Linked DNA regions of Sus scrofa: all the other regions are linked to region 3. A link is a contact called in public Hi-C and HiChIP or PLAC-seq data. All regions are on one chromosome and are shown on one strand. Each heading gives the region's core, a stretch centred on a gene start, on an enhancer-like site or on the middle of the called end of the contact. The rest is flanking DNA. Distances are from core to core; before and after follow the strand shown.

Region 1 (3,375 bases), core at 747-3,246, 340 kb after region 3:
CTTATGATGGAAGTTGATGGAGGTAATGTGAGAAAAAGAATGTGTGTGTGTGTGTGTGTGTGTGTATGTCTGTGTGTGTGTGTGTGTGTGTGAGATTGGGTCACTTTGCTGTACAGTACAAATTGAGAACACTGTAAACCAATTATAATGGAAAAAATAAAAATCATTAAAAAATAGTATTATCAGTTTTTTATTTCCCCAATGCATTATTTTTTTTTCTACTGTACAGCATGGTGACCCAGTTACACATACATGTATACATTCTTTTTTCTCACATTGTCATTCTCCATCATAAGTGACTAGACATAGGTCTCAGTGCTGCACAGCAGGATCTCATTGCTAATCCTTCCTAAAGGCAATAGTTTGCATCCATTAACCCCAAGCTCCCAATCCAACCCACTCCCTCCTCCTCCTCCTTGGCAACCACAAGTCTATTCTCCAAGTCCATGATTTTCTTTTCTGTGGCAAGGTTCATTTGTGCCATATATTAGATTCCTGATGCAAATGATATCATATGGTATTTGTCTTTCTCTTTTTGACTTACTTCACTCAGGATGAGAGTCTCTCATTCCATCCGTGTTGCTGCAAATGGCATTGTTTTGTTCTTCTTTATGGCTGAGTAGTATTCCATTGTGTATATATACCACATCTTCCTAATCCAATCGTCCGTTGATGGACATTTGGGTTGTTTCCATGTCTTCACTATTGTGAATAGTCTGCAATGAAGACATGGGTGTGTGTGTCTTTTTTAAGGAAAGTGTTGTACAGATATATGCCCAAGAGTGGGATTACTGGGTCATGTGGTTAAGCAGTTTTTTTTGTTTTTGTCTTTGTTTTTTTTTTGTCTTTTCTAGGGCCGCTCCCACAGCATATGGAGGTTCCCAGGTAGGGGTCAAATCGGAGCTGTAGCCACCAGCCTACGCCAGAGCCACAGCAATGCAGGATCCGAGCCGCATCTGCAACCTACACCACAGCTCACGGCAACACAGGATCCTTTAACCCACTGAGCAAGGCCAGGGATCAAACCCTCAATCTCATGGTTCCTAGTCAGATTCGTTAACCACTGCACCACGACGGGAACTCCCGATTAAGCAGTTTTTAAAATGATGTTAAGAAAGAATTTTAACCATGTAGGGAAATGCTGATGGTATAAATTAATTGGAAAGAGCTGAATTCAAAATTATCTATATAATGAAATCCCAGTTAACTATAATATGCATAAAGTAATGGATGAAAATAGGGTAAATTATTAATAGTAACTACATAGTAAGAGGGGAGGTGGACTCCTCCTGGCTTGCTCTGAATGCTCCTGTTTTTTCCTATGTCCTAGGAATCCCCTCAGTTCTTGGACAAACTGGGGTGATTGGTCAGCTGTGTTGATTTTAATTACCTTTTTATATGACTTGGTTTCACCCCAAGGTTTTCTAAAATGAGCATATATTAACTGGATAGTCAGGAAAGAACAATAAATTTTTGGAAGAAGAAATGGAAGCGGAGTTCCTGTCGTGGCGCAGTGGTTAACGAATCCGACTAGGAACCATGAGGTTGCGGGTTCGGTCCCTGCCCTTGCTCAGTGGGTTAATGATCCGGCGTTGCCGTGAGCTGTGGTGTAGGTTGCAGACGCGGCTCGGATCCCGAGTTGCTGTGGCTCTGGCGTAGGCCGGTGGCTACAGCTCCGATTCAACCCCTAGCCTGGGAACCTCCATATGCCGCGGGAGCGGCCCAAGAAATAGCAACAACAACAACAACAAAGACAAAAAAATTAAAAAAAAAAAAAAAAGAAATGGAAGCATGTTGGTTGGGACTGTATTTTGGTTGAGGAGAGATGGGACTAGAGGAGAGCATCGCAAATGATGACTCAGATCAAAGGGATTAATCAGGTAGCAGGAAATTTTTAGTTCATTTTCTCATTCATTCAACACTGAACTGTCAGGATACAGAAATGAAGAAGGTGACAATCCCTTGCTCCCAGGAGTTTATGTTCTAGTAGGTTAAGGCATTCAATAAACATGTGCTAGCACTTACATGTTGTGATGAATGCTGCACAGGAAAGAAGTAGAGTGAGGTAATAGTAATGGCATGGGGGTGCTGAAGGGAGAAGGGTGAAGGAAAACTTCTGTGGATTGGTGACATTTGATTTGGGACTGAATGAGAAGTGGCATTATGAACATTATTAATGCAAGTGCAAAACTGAACTGAGTGATTAAATTTCTAGCAACTCACTTCTTGGACCTGGAGATCGGAGATAGAATTCCGAGAACTCGCTCATCTCTGGAGCTAGAATTCCTTGGCACCACGCTCCCAACTCAAATGAACGATAACTGAAAGAGTATGTTCACAGCTTTGAAGTGTGTGAGTAGCTGAGCCAGTTTGTAAAAATGGAGCTTTTTCAGAAGAAAATACATAAATATCAATTATTGGCAACTTTTTCCTAAATATACTTTGAAGCATAACCAAACACCTTGAATTTATAGTTATTCATCAAAACAAGTGCTTTTAAATAGACCAGTGCCTTTGTTTGAATGATCTCATTTTAGCATAAAACTGCTTAGAAGCAATACACATTTCAAAGGAGTAAATCATAGCATAAGAGACTCTGTGCCCTCCTTCTCTTCATCTAGCAAATGTAGGACTCCCCCAAATGAAGGCTGAGCATGCAGTTTACAGGGGAGAAAAACAAAGCAACCAGTCTTGCAAAAGTCAACAGAGCTTCTTCTGGAGTCATCAAACTAGTAGAAATAATGTCTCCTCCAAAGCTCTTCTTAAACATCAAGAGCCTCTTTCATAAAAAGAGAAAATAGGTTCACAGGACTTCTTGGCTTTTCATCAAGATAGATAAGTGACAGAGGAAATTATTCAATAAAAGCAAGGAGGGATCACCCTGGAGCAGGGGACAAGATCTAGAAACAAGAGGGTTTTTTTTTGTTTTGTTTTTTGTTTTTTTTTTTTTGGTTTTTTTTTCTTTTGTTTTGCTTTTAAACTAGCAGAGCTTGATATATTCCTAAGGTCTAGCCCAGGCAGTAAATTAGGACCAGGGTGTCATAGTATGTTTTCGATTTTAGTGCTAAAAAGACTTTTGTACTTGTTCTTCCTCATTCCTCCTGTTTCTTTTCAAGAATACTCTTTAGGAAAAAAATTGTTAAAATGCTTATCAAACAATTTTCATGCTTTAAGCTGATTATGAACTTGGACTTTAAGAAAGGAAATAAGCAGTAGGATAGATTTTTTTAAATCCTCAGAAACATTCCTTTGGGGGAGATGCTGTTTTGGGTAGCAGTTCAGCTTGGGTGTCAGTGTCTGCTGGTAGGCTTATCGTAACTGAGAACACTGAGCTTTTCTTAAAAAAAAAAATTCCTTTGCTGGAATGAATAATTG
Region 2 (3,380 bases), core at 451-2,950, 300 kb after region 3:
TTTTTCTTTGAACTAAAAATAATTACTTTGTTACTCTAAATAAAAGTATTTTTACATACATAGCGAATGTTCTTTGAATGCAAAAGAAGGTTGCCCATTTATTTTTTGGAGGAGAAATGTCAGTTTCACTTTATTAAACATAAATAGAAACACAGATTCCCTATAGTAAAAAGATTAAATAAAAGCAAAACTTCTGAGATTCTCCCACTCAGCCTCTCTTGTGGCTCCAGGTGGATCTTTACACTTGTACAAATATGTTCCTACATTTACAAGGTTAACTGCCTGTTGGCATATGTAGGTTTTTTATATGTAAAAATAGATAGTATGAGCAAGTACTTCTTCCTTTTTTTTTTTTTTTTTTTTTTTTTTTTTGGCTGTACCCACGGCCTGTGTAAGTTCCTGGGCCAGGGATCAAACCCGTGCCACAACAGTGCCATTGTACTGGCAGTGCTGGATCCCTAACCTGCTGTGCCACAAGAGAACTCCTTTTTTTTTCCTTTTTTTTTTTTTGGAGCAAGTACTTCTTTAAGGTAGGTTGCTAAAATAGTATAGTTGTTAAGAGCACAGACCCTAGAGACAAACTATTATGATTCAGATTGTAGCTCTGCTATGTGACTGTATATTGTTGGTGTTGCCCAATGATTTTAAGGAAACTTTTTGCTGACATACATTCATATATGTGAACAACTTGCATTTTCCCCAAAGTGAATGTGTACCTAGCAAATGGATCAAGATGTAGATAATACCTGCACCTCAGAAACCCCTTTGTTCTCTCCTTGTAAACTGCTTCTATTCAAGGTAACCACTATCATGACTTCTAAGACCATGTATTTGTTATTCTTGTTTTGAAATAACAGTGTTATTCATGTAAATGGAGTAATAATTAATATGCACATGTTTGGAAGGAGGCCCAGGTTCATTCAACGTGTTTATGAAATTCATCCATATTGTGTATTTGTAGTTTATTAATTCTCATTGCTATTTGATATGCCATTGTGTGAATATATCACAATTTATCCATTCTTCTGTTGATGGACATGTGGATTCTTTGTAGTTTGAGGTATTACAAATACTACTGATAGGAACTTTCTTATATATTTCTTTTGGTAAAGTTTTAGGACTTATACAAATAATGCTACTTATTAACATTCTTGTCCACCTCTTTTGGTGACCATACGTATACATTTCTTTTAGATATATACCTAAGAGTGGAATTGCTGGATCATAAGTTAGGTATATGTTCATGTATAGTGGGTAATAGTTTTCAGTTTCCAAAGGTAGTTGTACCAAGATAACACCCAGTGGTGAGTAAGAGTTCTAACTAACCCACATCCTTGCCAATAATTGGTGTTATCTTTTTCATTTTAACCGTTTTGCTGAATGTGACATTGTCCAGTAATTTTTGAAGAATATAAAAATTCCGTCTCCCCCACTTAGTGGGGGAGATGGAATTTAGAATATCATTCCCCACTGATTAAAGTTGACTCTGAGTTTGGGCAGCTCTGCCATAGGAGTGAGGGGGTGCTGGCCTGTCAGTTCCCAAGTTTTCTTCCAGGGCCGACCAGGCCTGGCTCTTATAGGCTCTTTCCTGCCCAAGCCCAGACCTGCCCATTTCCCCTAAGCCCTCCCTCTATCTGGGCCCACAGACCCTCTGGGAAAAGGGAACATGTGAGAAACACAATACCAGGGCTTGTCCCTTGGATCTGGGCCAGTGGTCTGGGCAGAGACTGGGACAGGAGCCACAAGAGTCAGTTTCCCAGGAGAGGCCCAGTGCCTGCCTCCCTCCCAGAGTCACCACCTTCCTGGCACCTCTTGCCCTGTGCTCTCTTGGGCCTCGCAGCCCCAAGAGGGTCTTCTCTGCTGTTTGGTTTGGTTTGGATTATCCTTTGTAATAAAGGGCCCTCCATCAAACTCTAGAACCACTGCCCACTCTTTATGTCTAAATTCCGTATTTGGTAAATTAGACGTGTAAAGTTTTAAAATGATTGTTTCTAGTATATTATGCAATTTCAGATATTACTACTCTTAGCTTAGACTGAGGATTGAAAATTCATGGCTCACATTCTTTTATCTGCTATTTCCAACCAGGCAGATAATGACAGATGGTGTGACTTACACCACTGATTTCTATGTGACCCCAGATTTTTTTTCTTAATACGGTGCTCCACATAGTCACACTGTTGAATGGAAGTGTGCTGGAAAATTAAAACACTCTTTTCGTTCTATACCTCAAGGTACAAGGTAATCAGCCAAGTCTAAAAATTTTCCCAAGAATTGCCATTATTTGTTGGCCCTGTATTAGACTGACAGAAACGTGACTCACTCTTAGAAACCCATCATTTAAATCTATTACTTAGCCATGCTAACTGATAAGCTGGCTTGCTTTTATTTTATTCTAGTTAATTTAAAATTTTTTGTTTGCCATTCTGTTTTAATATTTAATTGATTTATTTATCATTTGGAGTAGGAAAAATTCTGAAAAGTCTGCTGTAGCTTCTTAGGTCAAAGCAAATTAGGGGAAATGACTTGAAAGGAAGAAAGATGATACAGATACAGGGTTATACATGAATTCTAAGTTTGGGGGGTTAGGGAGACCTTTCAAGGTTTTCGAATATATTGGTTATTGTATAATATATATTGATTATATGTTGTCTCTTGAAATTAAAAATAACTTCTGGTGGTGAATTAGAAGTAGTATTTTTTTTCAAAGTAGAAAGTTAAAGGATGAGTTGCTTCTTTTAAAATTTGGGTCATGCTAAGATGATGAAGCTGATGATTAAAACCCAAGATAAAAGATAATTAAAACCTGAGGGGAATAAAGAAGGAGGGGGGGATAGATTAAAAAGTAAGAGTTTGGTGACTTAGATGGAACCAGGAGATAAGTTTTAGCAGTAGTGGTTTATGCTCATGTCATATTCCTAGCTCCTTCCCTTGCTAAGTGTGTTACATTGAGCTTTCATTTGCCTTGTGAGTCTCAACCGTTTTGGCTATAACATAATCATAATTGCTTTTATTAACTCAGAGTGTTGTGAAGACTAATCAGGTAACATAAATGAAATTGCTTTATAAAATAAGGCACAATCAATGCTGTTACCATAAATACTAGGACCATATGTGAGCCTCAACATTTATATAGCTCAAACTAGATTTTTAAAAGTCTAGCTTTCCTTTTCTGCCTATAATGGAACAGTGTATACCAGACTTGCCCTCTACCTGTAAACAACTAGAAAATTGGACAAAATATTTGAAGCAACTGTTTTCTGGCCTGGGAAAGCATATGCAGTACAGGAATGTGCTCTCTGAATGGATGAAAACAAATGACTTGTACAAAGCCATCTGCATTCTGCCTGGTGTCACTTTCCAGACCTGCACAGGAAAAG
Region 3 (3,810 bases), core at 583-3,082:
TGCCACAGCTGTAGCAAAGCTGGATCTGGAGTCCCTGTTGTGGTACAGCCGAAACGAATCCAACTCGGATCCATGAAGATGCAGGTTCCACCCCTGGCCTCGATCAGTGGGTCAGGGATCCAGTGCTGCTATGAGCTGTGGTGTAGGTCTCAGACACGGCTCGGATCCCGTATTGCTATGGCTGTGATGTAGGCCAGCGGTTGTAGCTCCAATTGGACTCCTAACCTGGGACCCTCCACATGCCGCAGGTATGGCCCTAAAAAAGCAAAAAAAAAAAAAAAAAAAAAGCTGGATCCTTAACCCACTGCATTGGCCAGGTATCACTGCACCTCTGAAGTGACCTGAGCTGCTGCAGTCAGATTCTTAACCCACTGTGCCACAGCAGGAACTCCCAGGGTTTCCTTCACTTTTAAAGAAGATTCCACTTTCTCTGGGCCACTAAGTCTGTTACCACTTGCCAAGTAGTTATATAGCTTCCTTTTCCTCTCAGCATCCTTGCTCTTGGGTTTTTGCCTTTTAAAAATGTTTAAATGCCTTTTTAGTGGTAGTTGAAGATTTCAGGTTCTGTTGAAGAATGGGCCCCACCACAACCGGGGGAGGGGTGGTGCTGGTCTGCTGGGGCCCAGGACTGGCTGGACATCCTCCCACCCCCACCTCCACCCCCACCCCCAGGAACCAGGCCCCTGAGGCCTGCGGCTTGTGCCAGGCAGAATCAGGACCCTCGATTTCCAGGTCAGGAGATGCTTGAGCCAAATCAAATGTTCTTCAGGAATTTCTATCACAACATTGGAACGGAACACATTGGCCATGTAAAGTTGAAATTTTTTTTTAAGAGTGGGAAGAGCAAAAGAAAGATCTTGTTCAGACTTGAAATCTATGGGCTCAGCCCCCAAAGCACTGGGGATGCTTCCTCAGCAGAGAACCAAGGCAGCTACATTTTTTTCCCCCTTGGTCAGTGGTTCCAAATATTTTTGTTACCATGATCCCCTTGTGTTGTGTATATGTCCTCTTGCTCCCTGAATTTTTTGCTCACCTTTTTTTAATGAACGCATCCATTTTCCTTTATCTTACAATGCTCCAGTAAAAAAAAAAAAAAAAAAAAAAAGCAAGCAAGCAAAAACCCCCAGTATGCTCATTACATTTTTCTTGAGGCAAACCAGGCTGTTAACAGAGTGAAGAGTCAACACACAAAATATTCAATGAAAATGATACAAAGCCATTCTAAAAATATCATTAGTGCAAATTCATTTGTGATTCATATTCCAAGTAAGTGGTGAAACTCAGTGATCAGCATTTCACCCACTTTCAGCGTCTCTGCAGCCACAGCAAGGATGGAATTGTTGGCAGCTGGCTGACAACAGCGGTGTTTAATAACACGGTGGACTCCCAGGAATGGCACATTCATCGCCTTCCCCGTGACAGCGCCTTTTCCTTGGAACTGTTCACCCCCCAGGACAAATGTGCTGCCTGTGTACAGAGAGCACCCAGCTGTTGCCTGTCACCATCAAAGTGGCGGTAATACCGGTGGACAAGCTTACCCTGACTCGCCCCCCTTGGCTCTCACGGCCATTTCACTCGCGTCCGCTCTCAAGTCTGGGGAGGAAAGCTCTGGAGCCGCCAAGCCAGTAACATGCAGTGGACAAAAGCAGGAATGACTAATTTGTCCTGGGAAAACATGTCCAGTTGTTAAACCTATTTGCACCCAATTCATCATTTTCAACTGGAAGGTCCTCGGTTTAGAATACGCCTCACCTGGAGTTTCCACTGTGGTGCACAGAGTTAAGGATCCAGCACTGTCTCTGCTGCGGCATGGGTTCTATCCTAGGCCCTGTGCAGTGGGTTGAGAATCCAGCATTGCCTTAACTGTGGCATAGGTCACAGTCGCAGCTTGGATTCAACCCCTGATCCAGGACCTTCCATATGCCTTGAGTGTGGCCCTAAAAAAAAAATAATAAAATAAATAAAAAATAAAAAAGCTCCTTACCTACCTATCAAGTTGGACCATATTAAATTACCAGTAACCAACCATTTCTGAACTACATGACTAGTAATTTCAGTCAACCCAAATCACATCTACTCATCCTTCAGGACCTGGCTCAGGTATCTCCTCATCAGGACCCCTTCTTGGCTTCCCTGATTTAGATGCTACCACTCCGCTCTCACTGCATGCTGGGTATATTACTATGTCATACTTACTTCTCCTCTGTCTTTCCCACCAGAATTAAAGTTAGGAGCCATGTATTACTTACCTTTGAATACCCTACATGTAACTCTGTGACAGGTAAACAGTAGGTGCTCGATAAGTGCTTGAGTAAATGAGACTACCAAAGAGGACAGCCAGCTGGGCAATAACTATGGGTGTCAAAATCCATAATCTCATCTAAACAAACGGTCCCAGTATGGATGAGTCTCCTTGGGTGTATCTCCATTTTTTTTTTCTTGCTTTTTAGGGCCCCACCTGCAGCACACAGAAGTTCCCAGGCTAGGGGTCGAATCAGAGCTGCAGCTGCCAGCTTACACCACAGCCACAGCAATGTCAGATCTGAGCCTCATCTGCAACCTACACCACAGCTCACGCAAGGCCGGATCCTTAACTCATCAAGCAAGGCCAGGGATCGAGCCAGCATCCTCATGGATACTAGTCAGGCTGATTAGTGCTGAGCCATAATGGGAATTTCCAGGTGTATCTCCTTACATACAGCTCCTTGTAATAAAGAAGGAGCTGTCCACCTGTAGCTCTGTGAGAACAAAGAGGTAGTTATCTGCCCCCAACACACCCAAAGGACAATGGCCTGCAAGTACTAGAGAGACTCCTGCTCAGAAAGGAGGGAGAGGGATACACAGAGGAGTCCCTGACTACTGCAGTTCTGAAATCCAGAAGCGGTGGGACTGCTGCAAGTTCCTCCTTCTGTGTCTGAGGCCTGGAAGTAATTCTCCGCAGCTCGTGGCTCTACTCTCCAGGCTGTTCCAGCCTCTGAGTCATCCTTACTTTTTCATGAAAGGTAGCACTTGTTTGTGGCCAAATAATGTTCTCAGCTTGCTTCCTGCCAGAAGAGTTTTGGAAGTCCAGTGGCTTCTTATTTTGTCCTGTCTCTGTCCCTTTCAGTCCCAGCTGGCAGAGTTTCTGTGATACAGTTTTCTCAAAAAGGTGATGGGGCCTCTGTGCAATTCGTTGGGGTTCCCACCATTAGACAAACGCCACACCCATAAAGCTCTTCTAGATCAGCTGTTCCCTACCCTGGGCTCCTGCTGAGAATGAAAGACCATGTTCTAAGTTCCCCATGGGTCCTATTTGTGAGAGTTGTGTCCTTAATCTCTTGAAAGGGACCTTTGTGGACTGAATAACCTGTTCTTTGTTTATTTGTTTTTGTCTTTTTGCATTTTCTAGGGCCGCTCCGGGGGCACATGGAGGTTCCCAGGCTAGGGGTCCAATCGGAGCTGTAGCCGCCGGCCTACACCAGAGACACAGCAATGCAGGATCCGAGCTGCGTCTGTGACCTACACCACAGATCACGGCAATGCCAGATCCTTAACCCACTGAGCAAGGCCAGGGATCGAACCCACAACCCAGGGATCGAACACACAACCTCATGGTTCCTAGTCGGATTCATTAACCACTGAGCCACGAAGGGAACTCCATTACCTGGTCTTTCGACATCTCTGAGGTCTTAACAAAATGTACCATTGCTCCCTTGGCTTCCTGACAGTACCCAGAAGTCATTTCTTAATTTTGGCATTTTTTGTTCTCTAAAGAGATTTTTCAAAACCTTCAAGTTTTGGCTCCTTTGGTTTAACAATCCCTCTCTCAAG

What was found. A called contact is a pair of places that touch in the nucleus more often than the background predicts. HiChIP or PLAC-seq counts read pairs in DNA pulled down with a chosen protein or histone mark.
Region 1: an H3K27ac HiChIP or PLAC-seq map of skeletal muscle shows a contact between it and region 3, with 4 times the contacts expected there. The contact joins two enhancer-like sites. A contact is called at or near these places in 1 of 47 Hi-C or Micro-C datasets (skeletal muscle) and 1 of 2 datasets of contacts at active chromatin or transcription factors (skeletal muscle).
Region 2: a Hi-C map of skeletal muscle shows a contact between it and region 3, with 4 times the contacts expected there. The contact joins two enhancer-like sites. A contact is called at or near these places in 2 of 47 Hi-C or Micro-C datasets (fetal heart ventricle and skeletal muscle).

The regions. Positions count from the first base shown.
Region 1 is chr8:73,463,630-73,467,004 of Sscrofa11.1, forward strand. No RefSeq gene overlaps it. Among named protein-coding and RNA genes, the nearest start is that of FRAS1, 37 kb to the right of the region's middle. Within about 2 kb of position 1,997, at least 1 of the 83 cell types and tissues checked has an H3K27ac peak or open chromatin away from gene starts, as enhancers often do. A contact at or near this core is called in skeletal muscle, where this site is marked.
Region 2 is chr8:73,417,546-73,420,925 of Sscrofa11.1, forward strand. It overlaps a transcript of MRPL1 not described here. Among named protein-coding and RNA genes, the nearest start is that of FRAS1, 83 kb to the right of the region's middle. Within about 2 kb of position 1,701, at least 3 of the 83 cell types and tissues checked have an H3K27ac peak or open chromatin away from gene starts, as enhancers often do. A contact at or near this core is called in skeletal muscle, where this site is marked.
Region 3 is chr8:73,120,704-73,124,513 of Sscrofa11.1, forward strand. No RefSeq gene overlaps it. Among named protein-coding and RNA genes, the nearest start is that of CXCL13, 51 kb to the left of the region's middle. Within about 2 kb of position 1,833, at least 2 of the 83 cell types and tissues checked have an H3K27ac peak or open chromatin away from gene starts, as enhancers often do. A contact at or near this core is called in skeletal muscle, where this site is marked.